Linked DNA regions of Mus musculus: region 1 is linked to region 2. Evidence: chromatin contacts called from public Hi-C data. All regions are on one chromosome and are shown on one strand. The core of a region is the stretch at or near the end of the contact, and the rest is flanking DNA. Distances in the headings are between cores, read along the strand shown. Region 1 overlaps Agl (amylo-1,6-glucosidase, 4-alpha-glucanotransferase). Region 2 holds the start of Agl (amylo-1,6-glucosidase, 4-alpha-glucanotransferase).

What was found. Hi-C and Micro-C count contacts between places; a contact is called where the count stands out from the background.
Region 1: a Hi-C map of liver shows a contact between it and region 2, with 2.4 times the contacts expected there. The contact joins the enhancer-like site here to the promoter of Agl in region 2. A contact is called at or near these places in 7 of 39 promoter capture datasets (the HPC-7 cell line, embryonic stem cells, epiblast stem cells and 3 more), 4 of 484 Hi-C or Micro-C datasets (cranial neural crest, differentiating spermatogonia, liver and 1 more), 6 of 115 datasets of contacts at active chromatin or transcription factors (CD8 T cells, the NIH/3T3 cell line, the SCID.adh cell line and 1 more) and 3 of 9 other capture datasets (adipose tissue, embryonic stem cells and pancreatic islet).

What each region holds. Positions count from the first base shown.
Region 1 is chr3:116,748,942-116,754,358 of GRCm38.p6, forward strand. Agl (amylo-1,6-glucosidase, 4-alpha-glucanotransferase) reads right to left here. Exons shown (of 34, transcript NM_001081326.1): 29 at 4,310-4,422; 30 at 3,044-3,255; 31 at 1,457-1,554. Among named protein-coding and RNA genes, the nearest start is that of Slc35a3, 39 kb to the left of the region's middle. Within about 2 kb of position 4,035, at least 4 of the 459 cell types and tissues checked have an H3K27ac peak or open chromatin away from gene starts, as enhancers often do. A contact at or near this core is called in liver, where this site is marked.
Region 2 is chr3:116,805,019-116,810,118 of GRCm38.p6, forward strand. Agl (amylo-1,6-glucosidase, 4-alpha-glucanotransferase) reads right to left here and starts at 3,148. Exons shown (of 34, transcript NM_001081326.1): 1 at 3,010-3,148; 2 at 2,250-2,399. The coding sequence starts at 2,331.

The sequences.
Region 1 (5,417 bases), core at 2,785-5,284, 55 kb before region 2:
CCCCAGAGGATGAGGGTTCAATTCCCAGAATCCACATGTCTCACGACCACCGGTAGCTCCAGTTCCAGGGTATCTGATGCCCTCTTCTGGCCTCTGTGGGAACTGTATGCAAGTGGTGCAACAGAGCTACATGTAGGCAAAACATAAGAAAACAAAAACAAAAAACCCAGAAAGACCCTAGAAATTTAGGAAAAGGGTTATAAAAGTAAAGACATTTGCAAATGCAAATTGTAAGATAAAAAAACCACAGTTCTTTACTGATTTAGGCAGAAAGAGTGGTGCAATTGTCCAGGAAGGACGGAGACTTCTGGAAAAGAAGATCATTACAGCCACCACTACAAGTGGACACATATGCCTGCCACTTAAAATAGCACAAACAAGTGTAGGTTATCCAGGAGTATGGAAAAACTATCCACAAAAACAAAACATAAAGACTGTCCTTGAGGGCCTGGAAAGATGGCTCAGCAGTTACGAGCATGTGTTCTTCTTGCAGAAGACCTGGGTTCAATTCCAGCACTCACATGATGGTTCACAACTGTCTGTAACTCCAGTTCCAGGGGATCCATGCCCTCTTACTGCCTCCAAGGGCACCAGGCACACATGTGGCACAAAGAAATATATGAAGGCAGAACACTTATACACATAAATGAATATGGGGGTGTGGTGCTGAGGACAGAGCCCAGGGTCCTACATGTGGTAGGCATGCACTCTACCACTGAGCTACATCCTTCCAACTGCTCCTCACGAGGCGGGCTCTCATGTGGCCAGGCTGGTCTCAAACTTGTGAGACAGTGGAAGGCCATCATGGACTCTCAATTCTCCTGTTTCAACTATCCAGAGGCTGGGCTACAAGTATACGCCATCATGCTGGGCTCAAGAGCTATTTTAAAGATTTATTTATTTACTTTATGTATATGAGTACACTGTTGCTGTCTTCAGACACACCAGAAAGGGCATCAGACCCCATTACAGATGATTGTGAGCCACACTATGGTTGCTTGGTATTGAACTCAGGACCTCTGGAAGAGCAGTCAGTGCTCTTTACTGCTGAGTCATCTCTCTAGCCTAATACTAATAATACTAATCTATGTGGGTTAAACACAATTTCAACTGCCTTCTTCTTTTCCCTTTCCCCTTTCCCCTTTCCTTTCCTTTCCTTTCCTTTCCTTTCCTTTCCTTTCCTTTCCTTTCCTTTCCTTTCTCCTTTCCTTTCCTTTCCTTTCCTTTCCTTTCCTTTCCTTTCCTTTCCTTTCCTTTCCTTTCCTTTCCTTTCCTTTCCTTTCCTTCCTTTCCTAGACAGTGTTTCTCTGTGTCCATCCTGAAACTCATTCTGTAAACCAGACTGGCCTTGAACTCAGAGCTACCTGCTTCTGCTACCTCCTGGGTACTAAGATTAAAGGCATTCACACCCACCACCCAACTCAACAACCTTCTTAATACTAATATTCCAACTTACTCTGGGTCTAAAGTTTTCATGCCAAGGGGACCAAGCAATTTTTTTTCTGCAATTTCCAAAGCCTTCCAAGCCTTCTCAGCAGTAAAGAGTTCAGGGGCCTAATGAAGGTGAAATAAACAAAGAAAAAACATTTTAATATCGCAGAACAATTAGTTCTTACTCATGTAAGAATATGGTGTAGGTCAGATGGTGAGTGGAACCTGACGACTCTAATCCTCCGAGGCGGAATCTGAGTCGCCTTTCTCGGCTGAGAGGCTGGGAGAGCGCACGGGCCACCGGGGCCACCCGTGAACAAGAACCAAACAGGAGCCACAGCTACACCGGAGGCAGAGCTCACCTCCCGCTGCCACGTCCTAGGCGTGCAGGAGCCCTATACGCGTACCCGAAGCTTCTCTCCTCTCTTCTTGGCGATAATGAACTCAGAACTTGTACGCCAACAGCACAAATGCTTGCGACGGGTGGAAGGAGAGAAAATCTGCACCCATCTTACAGAGAAAGCGGAGCAAAGGCATCACGCCAAAGTGCCTCTGTGCAAGCCTGCTCTCTCTCTCTCTCTTTCTTTCTTTTTATTTTATGTGCATGGCTGGGTTTTGTCTGCATGCATATCAGTGTGAGGGTGTGAGTTACAGAGAGTTGTGGTTGCTGGGAAATGAACCCGGGTCCTCTGGAAGAGCAGTCACTGCTCTTAACCACTGAGCCATCTCCAGTCTGAAAGGGTACACTTTCATACCACTACAATTAGTAATATCTGCTTAGTAATCTTTTTGACAAAGTCAAACACCCAGGGAGGCATGGCTAAACACAGTCCTCCTAGTCCACTGCCCTGAAGAGTTTATTTTTAGACTGAGATTTTACAATAAAAGGGGATCAAGAATTCTTAGCTAGGTGGCTGGAGAGATGGCTCAGTGGTTAGGCACACTAGCTTCTCTTCCAGAGGATATAGGTTCAATTTCCCCACACCTACAGGGTGTAATTCTAGTCTCAGGGATCTGATGCCCTCTTCTGGCTTCTTGGGGCATTGCATATACATGACATACATTACATGCAGGCTCCTCCTCCCCCCCCAATAAAATGGTAAAACAAAATAATAATTAATAATAAATAATCCTTAGCTAAATAGAACTAATGAGAGAAAGACCACAAAGGAGACAGATGTGACTATAAGCTGCTGTGGACATTCCCTAACACAGAGCTTTCTGTCTAGTGCACTGGGGAGCTGTTTGTGGCATGCGCTGAGGTAACACAAATGTTCAGCAGGCCAGGGTGAGGGCTGAGGCCGACTGAGGCAGCTGGACCTGGCCTAAGAGACCCAGTCCATTCAGCCCAGTGTGTGCATAGACGCCAGGTACTGGGCATGTGTGACTCTGGGAGCGTTTGTTTCTCTGCATCCACTATTTTCCATTTTTGACACTAAATGTTTTGGATTAGAGGTGGTATGCATACTAAATTACTCTAAAACCATAGAATACTATCCAGAAAGCAATAATGTTTCATGGTTAAGTGGAACTTAAAACCAAACAGAAGAAAAAAGGCCCTTAGTAGAGTTACCATGACATTTTTGAAATGTGAAGGCACTATATCACTCACCACGACCATTGCTATGGTGAAGTTGGGCCTGAGCTGATAGTCACACCAAGGACTCGACGCACCATAGCTGTCCTTGTAGATGCCGCGTTTGTGAACCAGGTTCGGATGCTTCTCGTTAGGATCTGAAGGGTCTTCGGAAACATGAAACAGCTTTTCGAAATTGTTTTGTATTTTTCTGTTCCACTCATCGTACGAGACTGCCACAACCTTTCCTGAAAAGTGACAAGAGACATTTTGTAGATCTTCAGAACATTTAAACATCTGTTATTGCCAAAACTTCATATTTAGCTTCATTATGAAATAAATTATCTATGTTTTAGAAAATGTGGCTGCTTTAGATGGAGATATGCTATAAATTCAAAGACCAAATACCTCTCCCAAAAGAATGACAAACAGCTCAGGACTAACTTCATACTCAACACACTGTGCTAACAAATAACACTTCATATGCACTGAATTAAACATACAGTTACTTTCACCTACTTCTTTTTTTTTTTTTTTTTTTTTAAAGATTTATTTATTTATTATATGTAAGTACACTGTAGCTGTCCTCAGACACTCCAGAAGAGGGCGTCAGATCTTGTTACAGATGGTTGTGAGCCACCATGTGGTTGCTGGGATTTGAACTCTGGACCTTCGGAAGAGCAGTCGGGTGCTCTAACCCACTGAGCCATCTCACCAGCCCCACCTACTTCTTTTTTACGTTTTAGAAAGTCTAGGGCTGGAGAGATGGCTCAGTGGGTTAGAGCACCCGACTGCTCTTCCGAAGGTCCAGAGTTCAAATCCCAGCAACCACATGGTGGCTCACAACCATCCGTAACGAGATCTGACTCCCTCTTCTGGAGTGTCTGAAGACAGCTACAATGTACTTACATATAATAAATAAATAAATCTTTAAAAAAAAAAAAAAGAAAGTCTAGAGTTGTACAGGTAGCTCAAACATTGCTTCTGTTGCGTAGGAACATTGCTTCTGTTGCGTAGGAATTGTTCCAGAAAGGGATGGGAAGATTTCCAGACTGCCCATGTGCGTGACTTGCTCACAGAGTGAGGGAGAGGCCATGGAGGCAGGCACCACGCCGCCTCTTCTCTCAGCTCACTGGTGCTGTAGGAACGGTGTCAGTAACCAGCTGTTAGCATTTCCATATTGGGAATTAACCATTTTTCTTTCTTCTTAAAAGCTAGCCTTTTCTGGTATTGATTGGCTGAACCCAATGACGGCGACAAAGGTTAATGACTTGTAGGTTCCTTGGAAACAGGCCAGCTTACCATGTCTTTTTACTCTGACTTCATGATAAGGAAAGATATTTTTCTTAGACAATTCCAGCAACCAACGAACAGCAGATTTACACAAGCCCACGATTTCCACAGCAGACCCATCTCTAAAATTAGAAAAATGTATTTTCTATGTTGAGTTTATTTAACCATTATTTAAAAGGGCATTCAATAAGTAATTCTGGGTTGGGGATGTAGCTCAGAGTTGAACGTCTAGAAATAATGAAGGCTTTGGGTAGAATAGAACCAAACCAAACCACTACCAACGACAACAACCTATTTGGTGAATATTGTACCTAATGCACCATACAAGCAACTACCTGTGCCCACATCTTCACGTTATAAGTAATACATATTATATACATATGATATCACATAAGAAATCTCCTCCCTTACTATTTTGGCATTGATTTTTGTTTCTAATATTTAAAAAGACATATTTTTATTTGTATATGCATGTGTATCTATGTGCACATGGCACACGTGTGGATGCCCAGATAAGAGTACCGGATCTCTTGGAACTGGTTGCAATGGTTGAGAGCCTCCCACGGTGAGTGTTGGGAAGCAAGCTTGGGACCCGCCCAGCAGCAGGCTTTCCTCACAGCTCAGCCATCTCTCCAGGCTCTCCTGACACTCATTTGTTCCTGAGCTTTGAAGACTGGGTCTTTCTCTTTAGTCCTGGCTGATGTGTTTGAAGATAAATCTTTAATAAGAAAACAATTTCCAGGCTGGAGAGGTGGCTCACTGGATAAGAGCAATTACTGCTCTTGCAGACCACCCTGGTTCAGCTCCCAGCACCCACAGTGGGCAGCCTTCAAGTGCCGGTAGCCTGGCACAATCAGATGACCTCTGCTGGCTTCCACAGGCGCCTGCACACATGTGCACCTCCCAAATGGGCACATTTTTTTTTTCTTTTTAAAGAAAATAGTTGCTAAGCTTAAATCAGTATCAAGAACTTGTGATATTTGTCGATAACTTCTAAACTCATAAAAGAAAAACCCTTGGATAACAAAAGTAGAGATAAAAGTTTTCAATTAGTTGTTTTCCATTCTTGTAAGACTGGTGAAATAAAATCTTTACATTGTGTGAAGTTCACATTAAG
Region 2 (5,100 bases), core at 1,898-4,397:
GAAACTGGAGACCAAATCAAAGAGACAGTGAAAAAACGACCGGGAGCCTTCACAAAGGCACTTTAACTGGATGCTGAATACACAGAATGAAAGTTAAAGGTACCACAGGCACAGAGGGATCTGACAGGAGTGAGATGTAAGCACAGCCCAAGAAAAGGCACTAGAGACGGAGTGAGCAGGACAGGATGCAGAGCTATAAAGATTCAGACACTAAAGGCAGGAACAGACAGATTCCGTCTCGGCAAGAAAAAGTGCAGTCCCATTCAGAATGTCTCGGACGGAACTCAGGCGACGTCCCATAAATCAAAGGGAAGAGACTGAACAAGAAGATGATTTGGACTCTCATTTGGTGAGATGGAAGAGACGAACAGGGAGAGAGAGATGGATCAGAAAGAAATTATAGAATTTAAAGAGAGATGACAGCTAAAGAGGTGACATCACCAAGAATGCTTAAGATTCTTGTCTGCAAACATATGAAGACAGAGGCATAACTAAGGTTTGGTAAAGGGGGATGAAAGCCTAGCCTAACATAGCCACCCCATAACTATTCCACAGAATAGTGTCAGAACAAAGCTAAGCTCCAGGGAGTGGACTGAGGAGCAGAAAGACCAACACATTGTTGTTACTTAGGCTCTACTGCTATAAAACTATATATCACTAAATTACAGCCTTTAAACTCCACAGGAGAGCAACAGATCTTTACAAGGAAAATTAATGTTTAATAATAATAGTAATAATAATAATTAATGCAATTTACTCAACATTAGTCTGTTAACAACTGAATAAACAAACAAACAAATAAAAAGTCTGCCTCCCAATCCTTGTCATTATACTTGACTTAAAAGCTTCCAAGAAAAAAGTGACACTTGAGGCCATTATTTCAGAGTCCTCAGCATTGAGGCTAGAGCCCAGCCATGGGAATGCATGGTTTCTATGGTAGATGAACAGAGCAAGAAGGGAACCAGGCACACGCTGGCAATGACCTGAAATGAGGAAGACAGAGAGCCTGAGGAGAGATGCCAGAGTGAGAGGAATACTGAAGACAGAAGAGAAGGACAAACCAACCCCAGGGAAGGGCAGAGTCAGGAGAGCCAAGCTGGAGCCAGAGCTCAGTGACCCAAAACCCCGAGCAAACCTGGAAGACAAGGGCCGTTCAGCATCAAGGCCACACAGTAGATGGCTTTCCAAAAATCTCACTTTTAAAAAGTATTAAAGAAAAAAAATTCTTCAAGATGTTTATCAATGTTCACTGAATTCATCCAGGAGACTGATTTTTGTCTTGATGCATAAAAAAACTTCCTCCTTGTATTTTACAAGTTATATTTATAAATTATCAGTGGACTGTTTTCAGTATTGAATGTAAAGCGTCAGTTAGCGTGTCTGATAGTCCTGCAAATTGATCTTTGATCTTACCTTTAGTTACATTTTTCTGTCATGCTGGGGCTTGAACCCAAGACTTTGCTTGTATTAGGCAAGTCCTATACCACTTAGCTATATCCCTAGCTCAATGTAGTTCTTTAAGTGATGGCTCCAACATGTTTCAACATCACCGAAGAGGTTTTTCCACTTTTTATTTGGCTTCATCTTCTACTTGCTTGAGAGGCTCCTGATAGGGTTAGCAAGCTCACTACGCCTTTTGCTGTACTCTACTCTCCCAGCGCTGAAGCTCAATAGAGGAAAAGAGTTTGCTCTGAAAAGCCACCCTACAGATATATGCAAAGCTACATTATATATGATTTCACGAGTTATAACAATAAATGCTATTACTAATAACATGCTCAATCTTTTAACTGCACACGCACTCTCTACCACTTCTTTTTCTCCCTAAGGTAGGGACTGAACCCAGGCTAGGCACAAGTTCTACCCACGAGGGACTTCCTATAACCTGTAGTGTCTGCCTCCGGTGGTCGTCTGCAGCAAGATGAGCTGAGCTATCTTTGTGCTAACGTGACAGGTCTATTCTTAATCAACATTCATTCCTCACCACCAATGTACCTACCATTTTGGCACAAATCAAGATCTATGAAATTTCAGCTAACTTAAAGTTATTTGAGTGCGCGAGTGTGTGTGTGTGTGTGTGTGTGTGTGTGTCTGTTCATGCAGAGGACTGAATCTACAGCCTCATTTATGCTAAGCATGCATTCTACCTGCCAACACCCAGTCCCTAATTTTAAGTTAAAAAAAAATCTAATAGAACGCCAATGCATTAAAAGACATAAAAAGAGCTAATCAAACAACTTGCAACGGACCTTGTTCAAGTCTGAAGAGGGTCTTCTCTAGCTTCTCCATCTCGTTCAGTAGTAAAATTCGAATCTGCTTACTGTGTTCCATTTTGGCTTCTGGAGGATTCGAACTCTTTCCGTAGAACTAAAAGGACTCCAAAGTGGAATGAGTTACCCCTATAAAACAAAGTGGAATTATTTAAAAAAAAAAAAAAAAGGAGAAGAAGAAGAAAAAAAAAAAGAAAGAAAGAAAGAAAAGAAAAGAAAATATGACCTAAAACTCTCTGGAGTTGACAGCGGCACTTACATGTCCTAGATAGGTTTAAAGCCAAGAAGAGCAATGAGAAAGAGCAAAATCTTGTCAGTAAAGCCCAACAAGGGAGAAGTTTCTTCTCTCTTGGAGCAGAATAAGAAAGCCTGAAGCAAAGATGTAGAGTCTTACACTCAGTTCAAAACAGAGCAGACCAACAAAACCCCTAAAGCATTCTCAGAGAAAAGCAATGCATCCGCGAAAACCCTGGAGTTCAGTGGCATAAATTCCGTTCCTGAGCCAGGGGGCCCTGAAAACTCCAAATGGCACTGTAGCCTCCAGCAGATCAGGCTGCTGAACAGGTGGAAGAGCGCCCAGTTCCCAAATTCGGGTCTGAAGCCACCAATAGGGAGGTGATTGGAGAGGTTAGCAGTTGCTGTCCCGGGAATAGCTGCGGCGGCGGTGGCATGCGATGTACAGAGCGGCTATAGATAGAAGGAATGCGCGTCCGGAGACGGACGCATTCCAGGCACTTACGAGCGGGATAGACGTGCGGCGTCGGGAGCGGGAGCCGGAGCCGGGTACAGCGGGAACGCCGGACGCAGCGGCGGCCCGGGGAGGGCAGGGCGGCCGTGAAGGGCACGGGGAGGGGCGCCGGGACCCGGGCCAGGGGACAGTGACAGGCCAGGGCCGCCGAGACTCCGCCCCCCGCGGCCGGAGGACGTGCCGACTCCGCTGGGCCCCGGACTAGCCTGGGGGGCGTGGCCCTGCCTCCCCGCCCACTTCCGGGAGCCATCGCCCCCGCTAGCACAGACCACTGATCTCGCGAGAGGTGGGCACGGCTTGTGGGTTTGAGGGGGTCTGGGCTTTGGGAACTGTCATTGCCCTGATGTGCGATCGCTCTGCCTCTCTAGGAAAAGTGAGTTCAAGAGCGAAGAAGAGCTGGGATAATGTTTAGTTAGGGACGTTCTTTCTGGGAAGAAAATGCAAAGTTGGGAAAACCAAGTTTCTTAAAATTCCCTGCTTGGCTTCATTAACCTTGTGACACACTGGTCGCTGGGAAGAGGGGACCTCAGCTAAGGAACTGCCTCCATCAGATTGGCCTGTGGGCTTGTGCATGGGAGCATTTTCTTGTTTTATGGTTGCTATATGGGAGGAAAATAGGCATGGCCACCCCTGGGCAGATGGGCCTTAGTTCCATAGGTAAACAGGCGGCCCAGCCCGGGAGGAGCAAGCCAGCAAGCTGCACTTCTCTATGGTCTCTGCTTGAGGTCCTGCCTCTGGGTCTTTCTCGTTGAGTTCCTGCTTTAACTTCCTCCAATAGAGCACTGTGACCAGGAAGTGTAAGCCAAACACTTTCTTTCCCCAACTTGCTTTTGGTTCAGGGTTTTGTCACAGCAAACATGCATTTTTATTTTTTATTTATTTTTATTATTATTATTTGGTTACCGTTGATTTAAAGACAAGGAAACAGACTCCCTCAAAGGTTAAGTAACATGCTTAAAGCCGCTTCATGAACAACGGAGTGTATGTGATTTCAAGTACATTCCCGATGATTTTGGTTCACTAAACCCTTCATCTAAGGTTGGCATTATTTTCCGTGGCTTGATATCAATAAGGACTTGGTAAAATGGAAGAATGAGTGTGCATTCTAGCTTATAAAGACGTTCTGGTTTTTCTGTGACAGTCATCTCAAGATTTCTCCTTCAGGTCTGATGTTCCCTTAGGCGTCTCTTCTGCTGTGTTCCTAGGAAGTGTGGAGGCCAGAGTGCGCCCTCTGTGAACTGGCTACAAACTCCTGCTTGACCATGAAATCCCCCAGTTGAAGGCTGCCTGCTAGACTAATGAACCCAGCAGGTCTTCGTTTGGGGAGGGTTGAAGAATGGGAGCCGGTGACTCAGATACCACACTCTATCGCTGTATGTTGGGTTTCTCTGATTTTCTTTTTTAAATGTAGATTACCCAAAGCGTTCTGATCCATAACTTCTCCATCTGAAATGTGGAGCATGGGTGCACGCTCTGACACTTTATCTGGTACAGATTCATCACACTATCCTCTGGCCAGCTCATTTTGCTGCTCCCCAGTGGATAGCTGTTCTCCAGGGCTGCAAAACTAGCCTTTCCCATTGTCCTGCCTCCAGCACAACTCACATGGTATGTCTAATGTCTCAAGTAGATAGCGGTGATTTATCCTTCTGAAAGTGCTTAAATTTTTCACGTGTTGTTAATTCTACTCAACTTTGGAGGTTTCATTTTGTGAAATAAGGAGAATAGTAAGTCACGGACATCTGCTTTGGTAAGAGACTCCTCGTAGAGTGCTTCTACAAGTCACATGACGTGACTCTAAAATGAGACTCGACAAGGATGTGCTATCTGTGAAGTTCTTGGAGTGCCAAAGATGGCGTTCCACAGCGCCACATGCATGCTGATGGATGTTTGTCACATTTGTGGCGTCCTGTGCATGCAGGATTTATATATACACAACAGTTTCATCCTGTAGCTCCCAGGAGAGAATCCTTAAGGACCTTCTAATAGACAATCTCAGTTTCTGTTAGTCCCGCAGATGAGAGGAGAAAAATGCCTACCCAAATCATGGACAGTTTAATTAAAGCAAGCTTTCTTTTTGTG